Regions from separate parts of the Macaca mulatta genome. Here region 2 is linked to region 1. A link is a contact called in public Hi-C data. All regions are on one chromosome and are shown on one strand. Each heading gives the region's core, a stretch centred on a gene start, on an enhancer-like site or on the middle of the called end of the contact. The rest is flanking DNA. Distances are from core to core; before and after follow the strand shown.

Region 1 (5,414 bases), core at 578-3,077:
GACGAGGCGGCGCTGCTGCGGCCGCTCAGGCTCGGCGCGTCGGGCGAGCAGCCCGCGCCCTCCTCCTCGTACAAGCCCAGGGGGTCGCTGGGGTCGGCTCCCGCGCCCACGCCGCCCACGGGCGACGACGACGTGCCCAGGCCGCCGAACAGGTAGACGCGCTTCACCTTCTTCTCCGCCAGGTGCTTGCCCGGGGCTGCAAGCGCTGCGGAAGCAGAGGCCGCCGAGGAGGCGGAGGCCGAGGCGCTGGGAGTCCGCGCCTTGTACAGCGAGTGGTGGTCGGCGGCGGCGCCCAGGGGCAGCAGGGCGGCGGCCCCCGCCTGTTCGGCGGCGAAGGAGGAGGCGGCGGCGGCAGCCGCTGCTTTCCCGCCGCCGCCGCCGCCTGCCAGGATGAGCTTGGCGTGCGGTTTGCTGACCCCGCCGCCCGCGCCGCCCGCCACTTTGGAGCCGCAGCTCTTTTTCTGCGCCGGTTTGGAGTTGGCGCCGCCGCCACTCGCACCGCCGCCTCCTCCCCCCGCGTTGCTGCTCCCGCCGCCGCCGCCGCCCCCATGGCCGCCCCCGCCGCTGCCACCGACCTTGTCTCCCTTCTCCCCTGGCTTGGAGGAGGCGGCGGCCGAGGAGCTGGAGTTAGCGTTGCCGGATTTCACCTTCTTCCTGGGCCGGTACTTGTAGTCGGGGTAGTCAGCCATGTGCTTGAGGCGCAGCCGCTCCGCCTCTCGAATGAAAGGGATCTTGTCGCTGTCTTTGAGCAGCTTCCAGCGTTTGCCCAGCCGCTTGGAGATCTCGGCGTTGTGCATGTCGGGCGACTGCTCCATGATCTTGCGCCGCTCGATCTGCGACCACACCATGAAGGCGTTCATGGGCCGCTTGATGTGCCCACTCGGGGTCTTGCACCAGCTCGGGTCGTCGGCCTTACCGCCCGTGGAGGCGGTGGAGCCGGGCGTGGGGGAGGAGGCGATGCCCAGCTCGAGGCCGGCGCCGGAGTCCGAGCTCTCGCCAGCCAGTAACGCTTCCGTGTTCTCGGCATTGTTGGTTTGCTGCACCATGGCCCCGGCTTGGCGGGCGCCCACGCGCGCTCACACCCTCGCGGCGGCCGCGGCGCGATCGCCGGGCCCTCCCGGCTTCCCGGGCCGAGCACACGCCGAACGGGAAGACGCGCGCGGCGGCCGAACTGGCCCCTCAACTCCTCGCAGGGGCGGAGGTGGGCGAAGAGAGAAAAGTCCCCAAAAGATGCGGGGAAGGAGTTCTCCGCCTCTCGCAGAGGAGTTATAGTTCCCAGTCTGGAGAGTCTCTCCCTCTCTCTCGCTCTCTCACCGCGCTGCAGTTTGCTGTCTCTCGGCTGAGTCTGGAGACCGTGCTAAAGTAGAGAGGAGTTTCTCGAATGCTGGTTGCTGAAGCTTCCAATACAAGTTTCTCGCGGCCTCCCAGGCAAGTCTTTTTTTTTTTTTTTTTTCTTTTTCCCTGAAGCAGTTGATTCCAGTTCACGAGCGCTCTCGGTAGCTCAGGAAAGCGACATAGTCTCTAGCACTTAGTCCCTCTCCTACAATGCAAAGCAAAAAAGACTCTGGCTCCAGGACTGTCTGTGGGCGGAATCGGCACTAAGGAGTTTGTGCAATTATTTTGTTGCAAGGTAGGAAGCCAAAAAGCCTGCATGCAACAGACTGGCATGAATAAATGTATGTTTCTCCCTCCCTTCTGCAAGAAGGGAGCTGGTAATGGCAAGAATTCCTCCAGTGCAGACTCTTAAAGAGCGTGCAAGAACTAGAGACCCGACAGCTAAACAGGCCTCTTCCCCTCACACACAGTTTCTCCTGCTGCAGCTTAGAGCAGACCCCAATTCCGCCTCGCGCCTCTTTATCCTTTCACAGTCTTGGCTGCAGCCAATCAGCTGCTGTAACCAACGCTTCCTCATGCCAAACCCCTCCCCCGGGCTTCCCATTGGCTTGGAACCCGATGCAATAATAATCTCCGCGTGCAATGAGAAGCTCCAAATCTGACCTCATTCCAATTTACAGAGCAAACTTTTTAAAAGGGCTAGAAGTACAGCTGAGATTTCTGCTGCCTCTTTTTTCCTTTTGCTGTGTGTGTGTATGCGCGCGCGTGTGTGTGCGGGCGTGCGTGTGTGTACAGTGTGTGAAGAGGATGTTAATGCATGAAATTATTAAAGGGAGAGACGGAAATGTATTCTAACCATTATGTTAGATAACAAGGGGCTTGGAAGGGGGCGGGGTAAGGGTGAAATACTGTAAATGGAAGCTTTCTGCTTAAAAGCCAAGTGATTATTTTTATTACTTCTTTTCAGCATTGGAATAAAGAATCAGCCTCTCGTGCAAAATCTGTTCCCCAGCTCTTTCTTAAAGCCAAAGCTGTAAAGGGGAAGAGAAAGCCACAACAATAAATCAATGGATATTGAAAACCATTAAGAAAGTGGTACCTAGACACCTGTCATCACAATTATTTTAACAACTCTAGGTACAGCACAGATGTTGATGTATTGTGTAAATCCCTTCAGAACCATTTTTGTGCTGTTTGTGGAAGGCAGGGAAGACCTCTTTGCAATAATTGCTTACTCTCTTAACCAAATAGGGGTCAACTATGGTTATTTAATGATTTAAACTCCCTGTAAATCCTGCATAGCCCAAACAGAGGAGCTTTCCGTGAAACACATTAGGTAGTGCTCCATAATTACCTCAATGGGCAAATTTCCAGAGTTTTGTATAGGATGTATAATCGTATGTAAAGGATGGAAATCGGTTTTACTTTCTAAATATTTGTTTTCCCTGTTTTCAGAATTAAAGATTGCTTCACTCTCTTCCCTCTCCTCCTCCCAAAGCCATCTCCCTCCTTTCCTTCTTATATATTTCCTCTTGTTATTTGTTACTTGAATCGAAGGGAACTGAAAAACCAAGGCAAAGAGAAACTGTAGAAGGAGGTGATAAGTGGTAGCAGAAGAGAGTAGGGCCTCCGGATTCATAGTACACCTGGCTGCTAATCCTTCTTACTGGTTTGTAACTATGGGGATGTGGCGAAGTCTCAGTTTTCCTCATCTATTATATGGAGGAGCTACTTCATAGAGGGTTGTTGTGAGGGGTCAAAGAATTTGTGACTATGAAGCACCTGCTCTATTGTAAGCCCTCAATGAATACTAATACCTTCCTTTCTAATTCAAATACCAGACATGCTCCTAGTAAAAGCTGCATGTTGTTCAAGAGACTAACACAGAATAACCACTGATGTAAAAAAGTAATAACAGGCCAGGCGCGGTGGCTCACGCCTGTAATTCCAGCACTTTGGGAGGCTAAGGTGGGTGGATCACTTGAAGTCAGGAGTTTGAGACCAGCCTGGTCAACGTGGTGAAACCCTGTCTCTACTAAAAATAAAAAAATAAAAAAATTAGCTGGGCCGGGATGCTTGTGCCTGTAATTCCAGTTGCTTGAGAGGCTGAGGTGGGAGAATTGCTTGAACCCAGGAGGTTGCAGTGAGCTAAGATTGAGCCACTGCACTCCAGTGGGTGATAGAGTGTGACTCTGTCTCAAATAATAAATAATAATAATAATAACAACAACAGATCATTGATGTGAACCATACAAGGACAATAGTGGCAACCCTGCCATTCCATTGATTTTAAAAGAAAGGAACTCCATGAAGAATACTAAGAAGAATGTGGCAAAGAAAGGATGCCAAGGTATTCAAAATAAATGTTGGCCACAGAAATTACTTGTTTTCCAACGTCTGAAAATTAGAATTGTAGTAAAAATCAGCTTTCCTTAACACTATAATAGGAAACTAATATTCTTCAGGCCAACCATAAGTGGTTAGGTAAGATCAATCCAAAATAATTAAGTCAGCTTTTGATTCAGAGTAAACTAGTGCTGGGTAGTAAATTTCTATTTATCTTGTCAAACTTATAAAGTATGTAGGCTGGCAATAGGCCCAGGTTGTCAGACTTAGAATTTTACTGGAAAGAACACCCTATGTAGCCATCTGACTGGCTCTGTAAGGATCAACCACAAGCAAAACTGTTTTTGTGGGTAAAAGCAAATAATTTTTGACCATTAGCTACTTGTATTATATACTTTTTTTTTTTTTAAATGAGAAACAAATCCTTAAAAAAAGAAAAACCCAAACCAAAAACACACAGGCACCTTTTCTGCATAACAGTGTTGCTGTGTTATAAACTTCATTTTATCTGGTGTGCATAGAAACACATCCTTAAATGTAACCAATCTGACAAAAAAAAAATTATTTTAAGAGGGCTATTATCTATAAGATCAATGTTTTCACTAGGATAAACAAGAATATATTTATTTTTGGATTTGTACTAACTAATGACTTGAGGGTGTAGCTAGTTTGATAATTCAGTCAAGTTGAGTATCAGTATTATTGATTCTATTTCTAAGTCATTTATGCTTCCATCATCGAATATGATGGGGAAGAGTGGAAATTAAAGCAGTCATATATTTCTGCTTAAAACACACGGATTTTTTAAAGGGTGTACTAAAACATAGCCACTGGCCTCATTCTTTTGTTACATGTATTTCAACAAATCCAACAAATTTTAAGACACACCATTACATTCCACCAAGGAAGAAGAACTGCCAATGAAACTGTGATATCCCCCTAGATGTAGGATGTCTCCTTATTTCAGAAGCGTTGAAATGAAAAGAAAAATTTTGTCTCAGACTTGATGAAATATGGTATCAGTAACTTCCATTGACTTTATAAGATGATTACTGTATATATATTTATATATTACAGAAGTGCTTAGACTTCTGAAATAGATCTGTTCTAGTGAGTTAGTTCTCTTACAATGTAAGAAAACATATGACAAATGCCCTTTTATTAAAGTCACCTTTATGACCAAGTAAGTGTGTGCACACTGGAATGTATTGGACCTCTCAGTACCAAATAATGAGAAAAGATTTCTCCCTTCTAATTCCCTAACTTCATATGCTCTGTAATCAGTTCTCCATTACTGACATTTTGTTCCCAAAATACCAGATATTTGGTGGCCCCTACTAAATCAGTACTCAGTGTTCCCTCTGCTGGCTTTGCAGTACATGAAGTAATTCTTAATGCTACTCTTTTAGCTCTATGAAGAGAAAGCCAAGATTATTTTGCAGAAAAAAAAAGTCCTGGTTTAGAATAATAGACTGTCTTTATTAGCAATGATGTTAGACATTTCAAATTTTGAATTAGGTATTTTATTCCCTTAAATGATGGAATTCCATTTGAGATGTAAGTGTAATATCTGCTAATGCATTTCTTCTGCTCTCACACATCTACACAACAGAAAATCTCACATCCATACAATTATGAGGCATAGATGACATAAGATTCTATTCCACTGCTTAATATATTCCTTTGGCATGGAGGGAGGGACCTGAATGGAAATTAGTTTAACAAATCTGGAT
Region 2 (5,355 bases), core at 2,279-4,778, 1.0 Mb after region 1:
AGCATCTAACTCAGTATCTTTAACACCGTAAATGTATACTGCATGGACTCTATGCAAATGACTCTTGTAAAATTCAAAACCTTATAAGGCTTCTCACCAAAAAACAGAGTCAGCAAATTTTATGAGTTAGTAAATGGGAAAATCACTCCTTAACAAACAACATCCAGTGCTCTACTTTAGTAGGAAGCAAGGAGATGACCTACTACATCAGGGACAACTGAAGTTCTGGAGGCCAAGCTACAAAAATATCGGGGCTTCTCTTGGAAAACTTAATAATGCATTTTAAGGTTTAAAAAGTAAAAAGTATCACGCCTGTAATCCCAGCATTTTGGGAGGCCAAGGCTGTTGGATCACTTGAGGTCGGGAGTTCGAAACCAGCCTGACCAACATGGAGAAACCCCATCTCTACTGAAAATACAAAATTAGCCAGGCGCGGGGGCGCATGCCTGTAATCCCAGTTACTCAGGAGGCTGAGGCAGGAGAATCGCTTGAACCCGGGAAGCGGAGGTTGCGGTGAGCCAAGATCACGCCATCGCACTCCAGCCTGGGCAACAAAAGCGAAACTCCGTCTCAAAAAAAAAAAAAAAAAGTAAAAAGTTAAGTGCCAATGAAACCAGCCTAACCATGAGTTGAAAGGAGAGACACAAGGGCTATGGCACAATGATAAAAAGGAGAAAATAGTACCCAGAATGCTTTAACCCATAGCTAAGAAAGGTGATGGCCAAAAACAACCTTACTTATAACCTGGAGAGGGAAGTTTGGTAATTAAAAATAAAGGAACTTTATATTGAAAGACTAAACAGAAGTAGAAAGTAAGTGTTCCATGAAGGACAAAGGGGCAGAAGTAACTCTGAAGCCCTGAGTCTAGAGAAGACTCACAGTCCAGCAAGGACGAGAAGTGGCCATAATAGTGCACCCACGGCACAGTCTCTGATGCACTCTAAGACTCCCAAATGCAGAATGTCACAAGCAGACACGGGAGGACCTCTGCTAGGTTCACTCACTCACCAAATGACTAGAATCTGTATTCCAGCCTTCCAGCAGCTAACGCCTACATATATTATTTTTGTTTAATTCTCAGAACCCCACAACTCTATGAAACTGATATTATTTTCATAACAAACTACTAAATGTCATGGACTTTCTGGGGGCTTGAAAATAATCAAAACCCCAAATGTTAGATTATAAATGTCAATGACCTACTGCAGGTGTGCCCAATCTGAGTACAAGGACCTCATGTGGTAATAAAATACTTCCAATTGCCATTGCCTAATTCAAATGTACATACATTCACAGACCATCCCTGTGGTCTCACTCCCAGGGCCTACGGCCAACTAGCCAAGAAACACCAATCTACTATAAATACAGACTTGAATAAGCACAAAATTGGGTATGTAATTAGCTCTGCTGAGGCTTAAGGTACTTGCTCTTCTACTACCACAGATTTCAAATTATAAATCATCCCTTCCTACATATCCTTCCCTCCCCTGCAAAAACCAGAACTATGCAATTTTAAGATCTATTTTGTGAATTATAGAAATTATCAAAGGCCCAATTGCTACATCTGTTTTGATACGGTCAATCTTTACAAACCTTGAAATACTCAACCAGCATCATCCCTAGGATCAAGAATGAATGAGAAGCATGTTAGGGAGAGGGGAGGCTGAGGCACACGGTGTAGTGACTAACAGCACGGGCTCCAAAATCAGACCAGGTTAGAATGCCAGCTCCACCTGCACTGCCTATGTGACTCAGGCCTAGTTCTTTAACCTCGCATTGCATCAGTATCCTCATGTGGAAAACACGGACTAAAAAACCGAAAAAATTTCCACTTCGCAGAGTTTTGATAATTAATATACGTAAAGCAATCAGGACAATGAACTGGCACCATAACAGGTATTACATATGTGCTAGTAAAACAAAAGCTATATGTAAAAACTCAAAACTGGGCTGATATAATTCTGAACAAAAATAAGGGCACTGATTACAAGCATCTTTGAGAGGCTAAGCACAATTTATACATGCTTTTTTTCAGGCATCCACATTGTATGCAATATACTTTCATTCCTGTATATTTTGCAACTTTCTTCTATGAAGAAAGGCAATTTTGCCAGGCACAGTGGCTCACACCTGTAATCTCAGTGCTTTGGGAGGCCAAAGCAGGTGGATCACTTCAGGTCAGGAATTCGAGACCAGCCTGGGCAACATGTTGAAACCCTGTCTCTACAAAAAAATACAAAAAGTAGCCAAGTATGGTGGTGCAGGCCCGTAATCCCAGCTACTCGGAAGGCTGAGCCAGGAGAATCGCTTGAACCCAGGAGGTGGAGGTTACAGTGAGCTGATATTGCGCCGCTACACTCCAGCCTGGGCAACAGAGCGAGACTCTGTCTCAAAAATTTCATCATAGATAGTATATGAGGAATCTAATCTAGCTACTGCACTTCTTTCTTTCCCACCCAGTAACTCTCTTCCATTGTCCTTTTATACTTTTCCTCCTGGTTCATGACTTAAGCTCATCAATGTCTGCCATAAACAGTGCTTGGTACTTAGTCCTGAGAAAACAATCAGAATTTTATATGACAAGACAGTTTCTTTTGTCAAACATCAAGTCAGCTTCTTCATCGGATGTCAATGCTTTCACCAAACATGTCTGCCATAGAGAACTAAGTAAACAACTAAAACAATCCCAAAACACAATTAAATAAGATAATGTGTGTAAAGCACAGAGCACAGGGACTGGCACTCTATAAATGTGAGCTGCTGTGGAATACTCCTAAAAAGGCACTACTCAGTCTCTCAACTTTAAGGTAAAAATAAATTTGTATTTGATTTCTAGTATACACATTTCTGTTGCTAGAAGCAAATTGAATTTATACATGCAACAACATGGATAAATCCAAAAACAGTGTCTTGAATAAAAGAAGCCAGACATAAAAGTACATACTATGATTCCATTCATATGACTCCCAAGAACGAGTGGGATCAGAATCAGAAAGTGGCTGCTGCAGAGGGGAGGGGAAAGGAAAAGGAGGGTTGACTGGAGAGAGGTAGGAAAAAATTTTCTGGGGTGATGGAAATATCCCCTACCTTGTTTGGGGTAGTGTTTACATAGGTGCATAAATGGGAAAAAAAATCACTGAACTGAACGCTTAAGATATATACATTTTATTGGATGTAAATTATACCTGAATTTTTAAAAATTTAAAAGGCAAATGCATCAGTATCTATTTTTTGTAACTTAGAGTAGGAATGTTATACACACTTAGGTGATTTAGGGGAAGGAAGGTTACAATAATTGCATAAGAAATATGGAGTCAGAGATTTATGAGATATGGTCCAGGGAAGACAAATACATGTATTTGTTCTTTTTATTGTAACTACACCTAAGACTAAAACATTTTCCCCATCCATCTTCTTGACATCCATCTCCTATTGTCTCTCTGAGTTCTGATCATTGGCTCATTCTTCCACTCATCTTCCCTAGACTGTAGTCTGCTTACACCATGATACTAATAGAGTTAACAAAAAGAAAGACTATGAATACCCAATCAAAACAGCAATGTTTTTATTAAATAGACCAGCAGCTGTGTGAGCACAGACTTGTAAATGCATCTGTTCTACAGGATTTTATGTTTAATTCAATTTGTTCAAATCAGAGCACCAAGGCCCTGTAACTGTGGGCTAGACAAGGAAATAGTTTTGCTAAACAGAATCCTATATGAACATGGTATTTTGAGAAAAGAATTGTACCTATTCATTCATTCAGTCATTCACACAACAAGCACTTACTGAGCACCTATTCCATTCCAGCTATTATGTACGATGCTGAAAACACAAAGATGAAGTACAGCCTGGTAGAGGTGACAGACATCTGAACAGATGGTTATAATACATTGGCAGGTTTAATAATACACTTAGGCCTGGGGTAGTACTATGAAAGCACAGAGCAGGGAAAGATCTCTTCTGAAGTCTGAAGCTTTTCTAGAGGAAAAAGGTACAAAGTGAAAATGAAAAATATACTCCCACCTAACCTCCACCCCATACATGGAGGGCTGCAGCTATATCATTAATGTTTCACTTCTAAATCTGGGTAGGTGATATATAACTGGTCCTTATTCTGTTAATCCTTTTCTCTGTCAAATCTTTCATAATAGAATGTGTTAATACTGCCACCAGGTAGTACCTACAGACTCTGAAAGCCTTCCCCACTTACAGCTCTTTCTTTCACAACCGATCGCTTACGGTCACCAAGGTTAGGTCGCCAACAAAGAAGGGAAATGGGGAACACAGACAGAAGTCCCTTGTAATAGCAGTGTATATGGAGGCCTGAAAAGGCAAATGGAAATAGCCTACCAAGATTTCAAAATACACTACAAAAAACTTTTTTAAATACAAAATGGGTATGGAGAACATATTCCAACCTCATTTTATACATACACAGTAAAAAAATAAAATATATATATATACCTGTGCCATATAGAGAAAAAAAGTTATCACAAACAACTAATCCCATTCATTCTGACCACTGTTCTCTCAACAAACATTACTAAACACCTGCTCCACACCACACAGAGAGAAAAGCAAGCTCCTGCCTCCAAGGTGGCTGCAGTCAAGTGGGAGGTGTCAGTCCTGTGAGCTGACTCCTAAAGTACAATGGGTAGGTTCTATGACAAGGACTAGCATAGAGTTTGCTACGAGGAACACGGAGAAACAGAAGGTGCTAAGCATTGCAACATTTACCATCTTCACAGGTCACACAAATAAATGCGTTACCCGGGAGTAAAAATGCTACAGAATAAAATCTGAAAATGCAGAAGACGTGAAGTTAATAAAATAAGAATTGCTTTACCACAAAATCTCACAAAACTGTTGACTTTTATTATACTTCATACCCAATTTCAAAGAGCATAAAATTTTCAGCAATGATGAAACACCAATTGTTCTCCTATTCCATACCCAGGAGTCACACCATCTTGCTAACACCTCCTTTTAATGGTTAAAAAGAAAAAGAAAATTGACAAAATTCTGGAACTTGTTTAAAAGACAGGTGTCACTATCATGCTGCAAATATCCTAGCTTAAGCCAAAATGACTGATAGAGACATGTGCTGGGGCCTCCAGACAAAGGTAGACTTCTCATGACTGGAGTAACTGTGTAACATGTTTACATGTGTAACATAACTCAGCTATTTATTCTTCTTTTACAGTTCTCAGACACTAAATAATGATCTTTAAATCAGTGTTTTGGAATGTTCATTTTTCCATCCTCAAAACACTGTTAAATACAACATAAAAAATAAATTCCTTACATATATATGTCTATAGCTAAGTCAACTTAAGGTACTTTTGAGTTAAT

Evidence for each region. A called contact is a pair of places that touch in the nucleus more often than the background predicts.
Region 2: a contact with region 1 is called in a Hi-C map of fetal cortex germinal zone, with 8 times the contacts expected there. The contact joins the enhancer-like site here to the promoter of SOX4 in region 1. A contact is called at or near these places in 7 of 14 Hi-C or Micro-C datasets (CD4 T cells, blood, fetal cortex germinal zone and 3 more).

The regions. Positions count from the first base shown.
Region 1 is chr4:161,527,952-161,533,365 of T2T-MMU8v2.0, forward strand. It overlaps SOX4 (SRY-box transcription factor 4), which reads right to left and starts at 1,828. Exons shown (of 1, transcript XM_001098923.5): 1 at 1-1,828. The coding sequence starts at 1,046.
Region 2 is chr4:162,549,978-162,555,332 of T2T-MMU8v2.0, forward strand. All of the region lies in intron 4 of CDKAL1 (CDK5 regulatory subunit associated protein 1 like 1), which reads right to left. Among named protein-coding and RNA genes, the nearest start is that of CDKAL1, 44 kb to the right of the region's middle. Within about 2 kb of position 3,529, at least 3 of the 40 cell types and tissues checked have an H3K27ac peak or open chromatin away from gene starts, as enhancers often do. A contact at or near this core is called in fetal cortex germinal zone, where this site is marked.